2 separate regions of the Mus musculus genome follow, and region 1 is linked to region 2. Evidence: chromatin contacts called from public promoter capture Hi-C data. All regions are on one chromosome and are shown on one strand. The core of a region is the stretch at or near the end of the contact, and the rest is flanking DNA. Distances in the headings are between cores, read along the strand shown. Region 1 overlaps Cacna2d1 (calcium channel, voltage-dependent, alpha2/delta subunit 1). Region 2 holds the start of Cacna2d1 (calcium channel, voltage-dependent, alpha2/delta subunit 1).

Region 1 (3,911 bases), core at 160-2,659, 49 kb after region 2:
AATGGTATAAATGCCTTCCCCAGCCACTCCAAGAACTCATTTAATAATTTATAAAGGATATATGGCCAGTGGAAGTTATGTGAAATGTTTTATTTTTTTCTCAAAGTACTATCTTAAGTGCAATAATTAATAAATAAGCTGTCACAATTATTCTTTAAACATATCATGTATAATATCTTTACTGTGCCATCACTTTCACTGTATACATTAAGAGACTATTCAGATGATGTTAATACAATTATTAGACATAATTTCTTTTGCTTGGTAGTTAAAACTCCTCATAAGCAAACAAGAACAAATCCTCAGCCTTTTTACAAGCAAACAAGAGTAGGCAGGACACGTTTGCAACCCTTTGGTGGTGTCTCTACCCGTGCAGCTTTCATGGTGTACTACTGTAGAGAGCTTGCTTTTCCCAGACAACCCTTGGCTTCAGAAGGTTAAGATCAGTTTGCTCAAATATAATTTGAAACAAGAGCTAATTTCTTCACTCCACTGTGTATGCAAATGCATCCTGCGTCTTGGACATCATGACTCCTAGGAAGTCCTGTGTGTGCAGCAAGCTCCTGCTGTGTTCTTCACTTCCCAACACTGGGCAACTGCATTGATACAGCATTCACACGGGAGAACAGAGCAGAAAGAGAGAGAAGTCCAGAGGGCCCTGGAGTTTGTTTCCTTATTTTGCCTTTTGCTGCAACCTCTGCTTAGTGCAAGACTGCAAAAGACCCAAGAGTTCATAGACATTTCTTTAACCAAAGACATTTCCTAAATTACTGGAAAAACCTTGAGTTTTGTTATTCCTAGTGTGTTTCTAACTCCTATACCTAAATGGAAGATTTAGAGAATATTCTTAGATAAAAACAAACTTACATGTAGGATTGAAAAATGTAAACTTTATAGGTGTTTTCTTGCTATAGCATATGCAAAGTTATGTGTGTGTAAATGAATTCTTTGGAAAGTAAACAATGTATCTTGCACTAAAACCAAGGAGATTCTGAACTTGTTGGTAAAGCCTGTCCTCCCTATACCGTAACAGACACACAGTTACAACAGAGCTGTCAGCTCTGTTGCACATTTATTCATCCTGAGCATCCATGAGAAACATTTCTAGCAAGGAGAGTTGCTGGTGGAATTATGGAAGTAGAGATCTCTATGGCAGAGTTCCTCCTTTCTCTAGAGATATAATTCCTTCCATATGTAAGTTAACAGTCTGTTTCCTCTTGAGACTCTGCGAACTTTAGCCTCAGTAAAGATGGAAGGTTCTTATTTACTTACTTTTGACATTCAGCCATGGGAAACAGAAAGAAAGATGAGCAAAGCACAGGCTGACACAAGTGTGGCCCAACGATGGCAAGTGCTCCCCAGATCCTTTCTTGTGTCTGGAAGCTCAGTCATGGTAAACCTGGGGGAGGGAGCCTGTGAGTGCACACAGGAGAAAGCGTTTGTGCCGAGCCTGTCATTCAGCAGGGGCACAGGCGGACAGAGCATTTTAATACATTACTGTGACTTATGTTCTGTCTGTGTCCTTAATTCATTTTTACATCATGCCCAAAGGATTTTTTTGTGTGGTGTATCAACATTCTCTTCCTCCTTTTCCTCTTCACCCTCTCCTTTCTTCTTCTTCTCTTCCTCCTTCTATTTTCTTCTTCTTCAAGATCTTTATATCTGCTCATTTTGTCATTAAAATATGTGTTTGTTTGATTTCTTCTTCGTTGATCTCTGCCTTATATTCTCCTTAAAGTTACTAGAAGCTATGATTTCTTTACTCATCCATCTTTGTCATTCATACACTAGTGAACTAATAAGTTTTAAGCTTCTTGTGTTTGTTAGGAATTAATTGCAATAATTATTTCATATTAAGACAATTTTTTTCTGGATAAAAGATTATTATTTTCTTTTTTACTTGACTATATTTTGTTTAAATTAAATAACAAAATACTTTACAACATAATTTTATTGAGAACCTAGAGCTACTATAGCAGAACACTGTTAACTGGAGGCTTAAACAGGAAATATGTGGTCATTCTGGAGAAGGAAAGCCCAAGGCCAAGGTTCTGGTCCATTCACTTTCAAGTGAGGGCCATCTTCCTGCTTGAAGAAGGCTGCTTCACATTATATCCTCTATGAATAAAAAGGAACAATTCCATTCTTTTCTTATAAAGTTCCTAATTCTATCATGAGTGCTCCACCTTCATAACACCATCACACTGTTATCCCTCTCCACTGGTTGTATCTTCTAATGCAGTCACAGATAAGAAGTTTATGATTCAGCACATGCCTGTTACATAAAGGTACCCAGTGCGGTCTGGCATCCAAACCAAAGCCAAAATACTCCTGCATTTTCACCACCCAAAGCATTAATTCTCTCATTCTTAGTTGAATTGAATAAATAAAAATCACAAATATATTATAACCACAAAGTAGTTTTCTATATCTTTTATCATTTCATATTTTGATATCAACTGAAGTATATATGGTAGAAGTATACTTCACCTGGGTTTGTATATTGTTCTAGCAGCTAGTATTTCAGATAACTAAATTTTAGTTACCTATGTGTCCTATTATAAATAGGCATTTATAAATAGCAGGTGCTGATGGCAGGCATATTAATTTGTGTTAAAGAACTTTTAACAAAACGGTAAATTAATGTGTGCTTTGGTGAAGTAGATATTAATATCAAATTTACTTAATTCAGTTTAGTGGCAAGGCAGACAGCTCACATGAGGATCCTGAACAGCATGGAGGCTGCGGCCCATGCAGTGCTTCGTGGACTGCGTTCCTTTTAGAGTCTGTGAGGTGCCTTTCCTCTGTATGCTTAGACACTGACCATGCACACACCTCCCCTTCATTTTATTATTCCATGTCTTCTGTGAATTTTTTTCTTTTTTATAACCATGAGAAAAGTCTGACTTGTTCTTAGTCTAGTATTTGCTGCTCCACTTCTCTGGACTTCCGTCTGCCGAGGAGGTCTGGGGGTGAGTGATTGAATGGTGAGTTAGGTTTTCCTTCGGAGCAGTGATGGTACCGCAGGGGCTTGTGCCCGTTAGTGTCCATGGGATAGTGAAATGTAGCTCTAGGACTATCTTTTCCCTTTGGAAAGGACCAGTGGCCTCACATTCTCAGTCAGAACTGAACCATACTTGCCTTTAAACTTGTCAGTTGGAGAAAAACACTCAACATGAATGAATTATGAGTCATTGTCTGTCCAAGGCTTTGGGGTAAGTGGCAGATGTCTAAATATTTCTAGAGGTTGATTTTTACAACTTTGGCTGGCTTTCAGCTTACTGGGTGAAATGTCAGTGAGTTCTTTTACTGAACTGAAGATGTTGGAGAAATTATATTGTCATGTTGATAGAAGTAATAGAATGGTCAAATTTTGACTGTCGAGCAGTAGGAGAATTAAGTCGTTTTCAGACCCCGTGCTAGGTTTCCGTGCATGAATGTCTGTAAAGACATTTGCTCCCTTTTATTTTCAGTAACACACTAAGTATTTGTGAACATCAGCCCTATAATAGACTTTATACCTTTTCTAGATGGTTAAACATGTCACTTAATTAGTCTTAACCACCAATAATTCATCTAATCTTTTCAGAAGTACCATTTTAGGCATGTTAACATTTATGGCCTCACAAAGAGTATTACAGAGGAGGTGGGCCCCTTACATATACTTAGACAAGCAATGACAATCAGAAGGTCATTTTCTGATTTAAGGGGTCACTTTCCTTTCTTGTCTAGAGGGCCACCAACCCGCCCACCTCCCCTCCCCTAGCAACCCACTGAATGGTGTGTGTGAATGGACCACCATGCCTCTGTTTAGGCTCAGCCCTTTTGGCGCATGCTTGAAAAGAGCAGGTGCAGGTCAGAAGTGAATGGGACAGCCCGGGATCACTGCTGGGAAGCACGCTCAAGTAGGC
Region 2 (4,020 bases), core at 409-2,908:
TATATGGGTGTCTAATTTTGGGAAGAAAATGTATCTGCAGTTGTAAACTACCCTTCAGAGCTGTAGCTCTGAATCCCATTACAGCCCACTGCATCCCTCCTCATTCCTGCAGCTCTGGTGCCTAGCACAAAACAAACTAAGTTAAGTCGCTCTGGGGTGCCTTTGTGAGGCCACTCAGAGTAGGAAGAAGGAAACAAAGGGCATGATAGAGATGCAGAGGGCATGAAGAAAACAAATAAGTCGTGAAAAGGGAGAGATAAGGGGGACGGGAAAGCTAACCTACCTGGCCAAACATCATAAAATCACAAATACATTTGTGAGCTGGTCGGCAATCACTCCCATCATCACCATCTCTTTGTCTGATCAATTCCGAATGAGTAGAGGTCTATCTACCCGTCTATAAAAGGGGCGATTAACAATCTTCTATAAAAGGGGTTAATAATCTTACAGCCACAACATCATTACAGACTCTTCGCCTTAGTGTGAGGGTCTTTTTTCTTATCAGGAACTGTATTCTCTGACTTCATGTCAAAGTGTTTTCATATCCTTCTGCAAGCAGCTTAAGAATTTGGGCTGTTCCATGAAGCCTTTCTAGCAGCGGCCCACCAAGTCTGTCCTCGAAAGTGGCCTGAGCCAGGCAGGGAAGGTATAAATGAAGACCGATGGTTTTGTTTTGTTTTGTTTTGCTCTTTCTAGAAGGCCCTAGATAGCCTTGCTTCTCCCCAGAGTGGAGGTAAAACCAGCCCTTCCTCCACATTTCAGATGCAATTTGCAGAGGGCCACCTGTTTCTGATGTTAACCTCCGCTCTGTGTTCACACTGAGAAAGTGAATTCAGCAGGCAACAAGCTTGTTCACAAAGCAGTCCAGTGGTCAGGACGGGAAAATTTTCAACCAGTTGGAAGGTTGCTTGCTAAGATGTTGCCAAAGCCCCTTGCAACACTAACCACCCTCTAGCCTTGCTTCTTATGGACGAGTAGGAAAGACATCTTACAGCATCTGCTAGCTTGTTCTGCAATGATTCCCAGAGTCCGCCCCTTGAGGATCTGCCCCCGCCAGGTAAACCAAGTCTACTTGTACGTGGGTGTAGGGCCGCTGGCACCATTAGTTAGAGCCCTGTCAAAGGCCCTAACCCCCTGGCACACCATGAAAACCAGTGCCACCTGGTTGAGTCCACAGCGGCGTTTTCTAAAGCACCACAAACCCCTCCTAGATTTGTTGTTAAATCACTTCATGATTCTTAGGCAGGCAGCGGATTCTACGCCTGGGAGAAGGGCTTGGGGGCCCCTGCCAGATTGTGCAAAAAATAACCCGGAGGAGGCGAGCAAAGTGCTCGGCAGGAGCCTGCGCGAGCGGTAGATACGCGCGGCCGGCCGGTGGTCCCTCGGGGAGCACCTACGGGCTCCGTCCGCTCGGCCTCCGCACGCCCCGCGGCGGGAGCAGGCGACGGCGACTTTGGGAGTTCCTCCCTGCCTTGTACGGAGGGCTGCGCCCGGGCCGTCCCCGCCCGGCTCTGACGCCCGGCCCTCCCGCTGCCCACCCACAGCCGCCTCCCCGAGACCCGCCCGGGGAAGGCAGCCGGAGCCCCGCTCCGGCCACCCCCATCCCCGCAGCCGCCGCGTCCCCGCGCCGCCCCCTCCGCCCCCGCCCCGCCCCCGCCCTCTCCTCGGCGACCGCGGATAAATCAGGGAGGCGAGCGCTGGGAGCCAGAGCGCGCGGGCGCCGGCGGGCTGGCCGAGCTCTGTTTCCACAGTCGCCCTTGATGGCGGCGCAGGCGAGGCAGCCGTGGCACGGAGCGGCAGCCACGCGCTAGAGAGTCCGCCCGGCCCCGCCCGGCCCGCCCGGCCGCCCGCCCGTGCCCAGCCCGCTTCTCCCCGCGCGCTCTCCCGCAGACGTCGGCGCCCCGGCTCCGTCCCTCAGCCGCCTCGTGCAGCTCCGCCGCCTCCGGGCCGGCAGGGAGGGCACTGATCTTCGATCGCGAAGATGGCTGCTGGCTGCCTGCTGGCCTTGACTCTGACACTTTTCCAATCTGGGCTGATCGGCCCCTCGAGCGAGGAGCCCTTCCCTTCGCCCGTCACGTAAGTCGGCGGGCCCAGGTTGGGCTGGAGGCGGGGGTCCCCGCTCGATGCCGGGCGGGCTGCCGGTGGGGGGCGGGGAGCGCGGCCGGGAGCCTCGGAGGCTGGGCCGCCCGGTGATGCGCTGCTGGCCGCTGGAGTGAGCTCGGAACCGGCGTGCCGAGCCTCGGCCGGCCGCACCGTCCCAGGGAACGTCCGCTAGCCGTCGGCGGCGTCTCAGCCTGGTCTCCGAGGATGCTGCAAGCTGAAGACTGTAGCCGGACTTGGGGAAAAACTTTGTGAGCATACCCAGCTCCCACCAAACCCAGCCAGATGAAAAAGTTGGGTTTCCGTTAGGTATTTCAGAGTTAATTTCAGGCTGACCCCGGTAGCTTGCGCTTCTCCTGTACTTGGCCTCTAGGATGCTAATTGCTGTGCTGTCCAAACTCATTTAGATCCCAAATTACTAGGAGCGCCTGACAGCTTCCCTGGTTTGTAGCCAGCTCGCTCCCGGCAGCTAAGCGAGCTGTCCACCCCAGTGCTCACAGGTACAAGGGCCACCCAAGCCAACCTACCCAACCCTTTATTTGAAACATCTAAGTGCCGACAGACACGCGGTTCCTGTTCTTAGAATGAATAGAACCCCTATTCTTTGAGGGTGGGACTGTTTCCCCAGTCTCCAGCAATTTTCCCTTATTTTTAACATTTCTAAAATAACTTTCAAAAAGAGAAAGAGAGAAAGAAACCGTTGCTATTCTAGAAATAGAGTGTTGAAAGGTAGCTGTAGTCACACGGCAGGAAGGGATGCAGTGCAACCATTCTTCGCTCTCTCGGGTGCAAGAAGGAATCAGAGTCAGTGGCACATATACGTATTTTTAAATGCGCTGAATAGCTTATCTGGCATTCTGGGAAAGCATTTATTTTGGTTCTTGAAGGTACTTTAAAGCTGTTCAGAGTAGGTAGTCTTAAGTGGGTGAGTCACTTTAATGCATTTTACATAACAAAAACAAAGCCCAAGGTAGCCTTCCCGGCTTTTATGCTGCAGGGAATCACTTGCTGTCCTTTGTTGGCAGTGAGCTGAATCCTGGAGTTTTGGGGTACACTAGAAGTGCATCCGTACTAGCTGGAACCCGACAGCTATTATTTAAGATTTGGCCTAGAGCATTTATCACCTTAGTTGTCAGTGCAAGCATCTAGAGATGCATATTCCAGCCAGGAGAAAGGGGGTGTCTAATATTTATGGCATTGATTTACAGTAATGTTCTCTTTAGATAATCTTCCATAAAAATGATTGCATATCCTTTCTGTTATGAAGCAAAAGGGTAAAAGCCATCTGTGGAGCTTCGTTTAATTGGCAGAACGTTCCAACTGTTTAATTTTAAACATGAGAAATCTAAGAATTCCCTTTAAGATGCTACAAAATCACCCAGTCTTATTAAGAAATCGTACTTTCACTTATTTATAGTTTAGTGCTTTTGAAGCTCGGCCTATTACATAAGAACTCGGGTGCCTCTCATGCATTTTGAGTCAAATAAGTTGTGGCACATAAATGTGTACACATTTTTGGTGTTGTTTTAAATTGATTTGCCAATATTGCTACTAGTTGGGAAGGATTCTTCCTTCCACAAAACACAAACAAACAGCACTTAGCATGTCATAGTAAAATACTAATATAGAAAATCCTTCTCATAAGAACATCTGCAATAAATGTTTTCCCAAAATTAAGTAACTCAATTTCCCTGGTCAGATATATGCTAAGGACGTGAAGGAGATCAAGTAAGCATTTAAGATAGGAATTTGGAAACCGTGATTCCTTTTCTTTGAAAGGATTTGTGCTGTTTCAAACAATAGGAGTATGAAAGTATTTTCATATTATATGAAACATTATTGTATGGACTAAGAATGGGCTTTGTAGCCCAAAGACAGTGTCTTTATGGTAGTATTAACAACGTTTTGGAAGCCTCCCTG

Evidence for each region. Promoter capture Hi-C pulls out the DNA fragments that hold promoters and counts their contacts.
Region 1: a contact with region 2 is called in a promoter capture Hi-C map of cranial neural crest, with 3 times the contacts expected there. The contact joins the enhancer-like site here to the promoter of Cacna2d1 in region 2. A contact is called at or near these places in 1 of 39 promoter capture datasets (cranial neural crest), 8 of 484 Hi-C or Micro-C datasets (3T3-L1-derived adipocytes, cerebellar granule neurons, cerebellum and 4 more), 3 of 115 datasets of contacts at active chromatin or transcription factors (differentiating embryonic stem cells, embryonic forebrain and neural tube) and 2 of 9 other capture datasets (liver and macrophages).

Annotation. Positions count from the first base shown.
Region 1 is chr5:15,982,237-15,986,147 of GRCm38.p6, forward strand. All of the region lies in intron 1 of Cacna2d1 (calcium channel, voltage-dependent, alpha2/delta subunit 1), which reads left to right. Among named protein-coding and RNA genes, the nearest start is that of Gm43000, 19 kb to the right of the region's middle. Within about 2 kb of position 1,410, at least 6 of the 459 cell types and tissues checked have an H3K27ac peak or open chromatin away from gene starts, as enhancers often do.
Region 2 is chr5:15,933,033-15,937,052 of GRCm38.p6, forward strand. It overlaps Cacna2d1 (calcium channel, voltage-dependent, alpha2/delta subunit 1), which reads left to right and starts at 1,659. Exons shown (of 39, transcript NM_001110844.1): 1 at 1,659-2,076. The coding sequence starts at 1,982. It overlaps Gm3510 (a long non-coding RNA gene), which reads right to left and starts at 1,231. Exons shown (of 2, transcript XR_003955870.1): 1 at 1-1,231.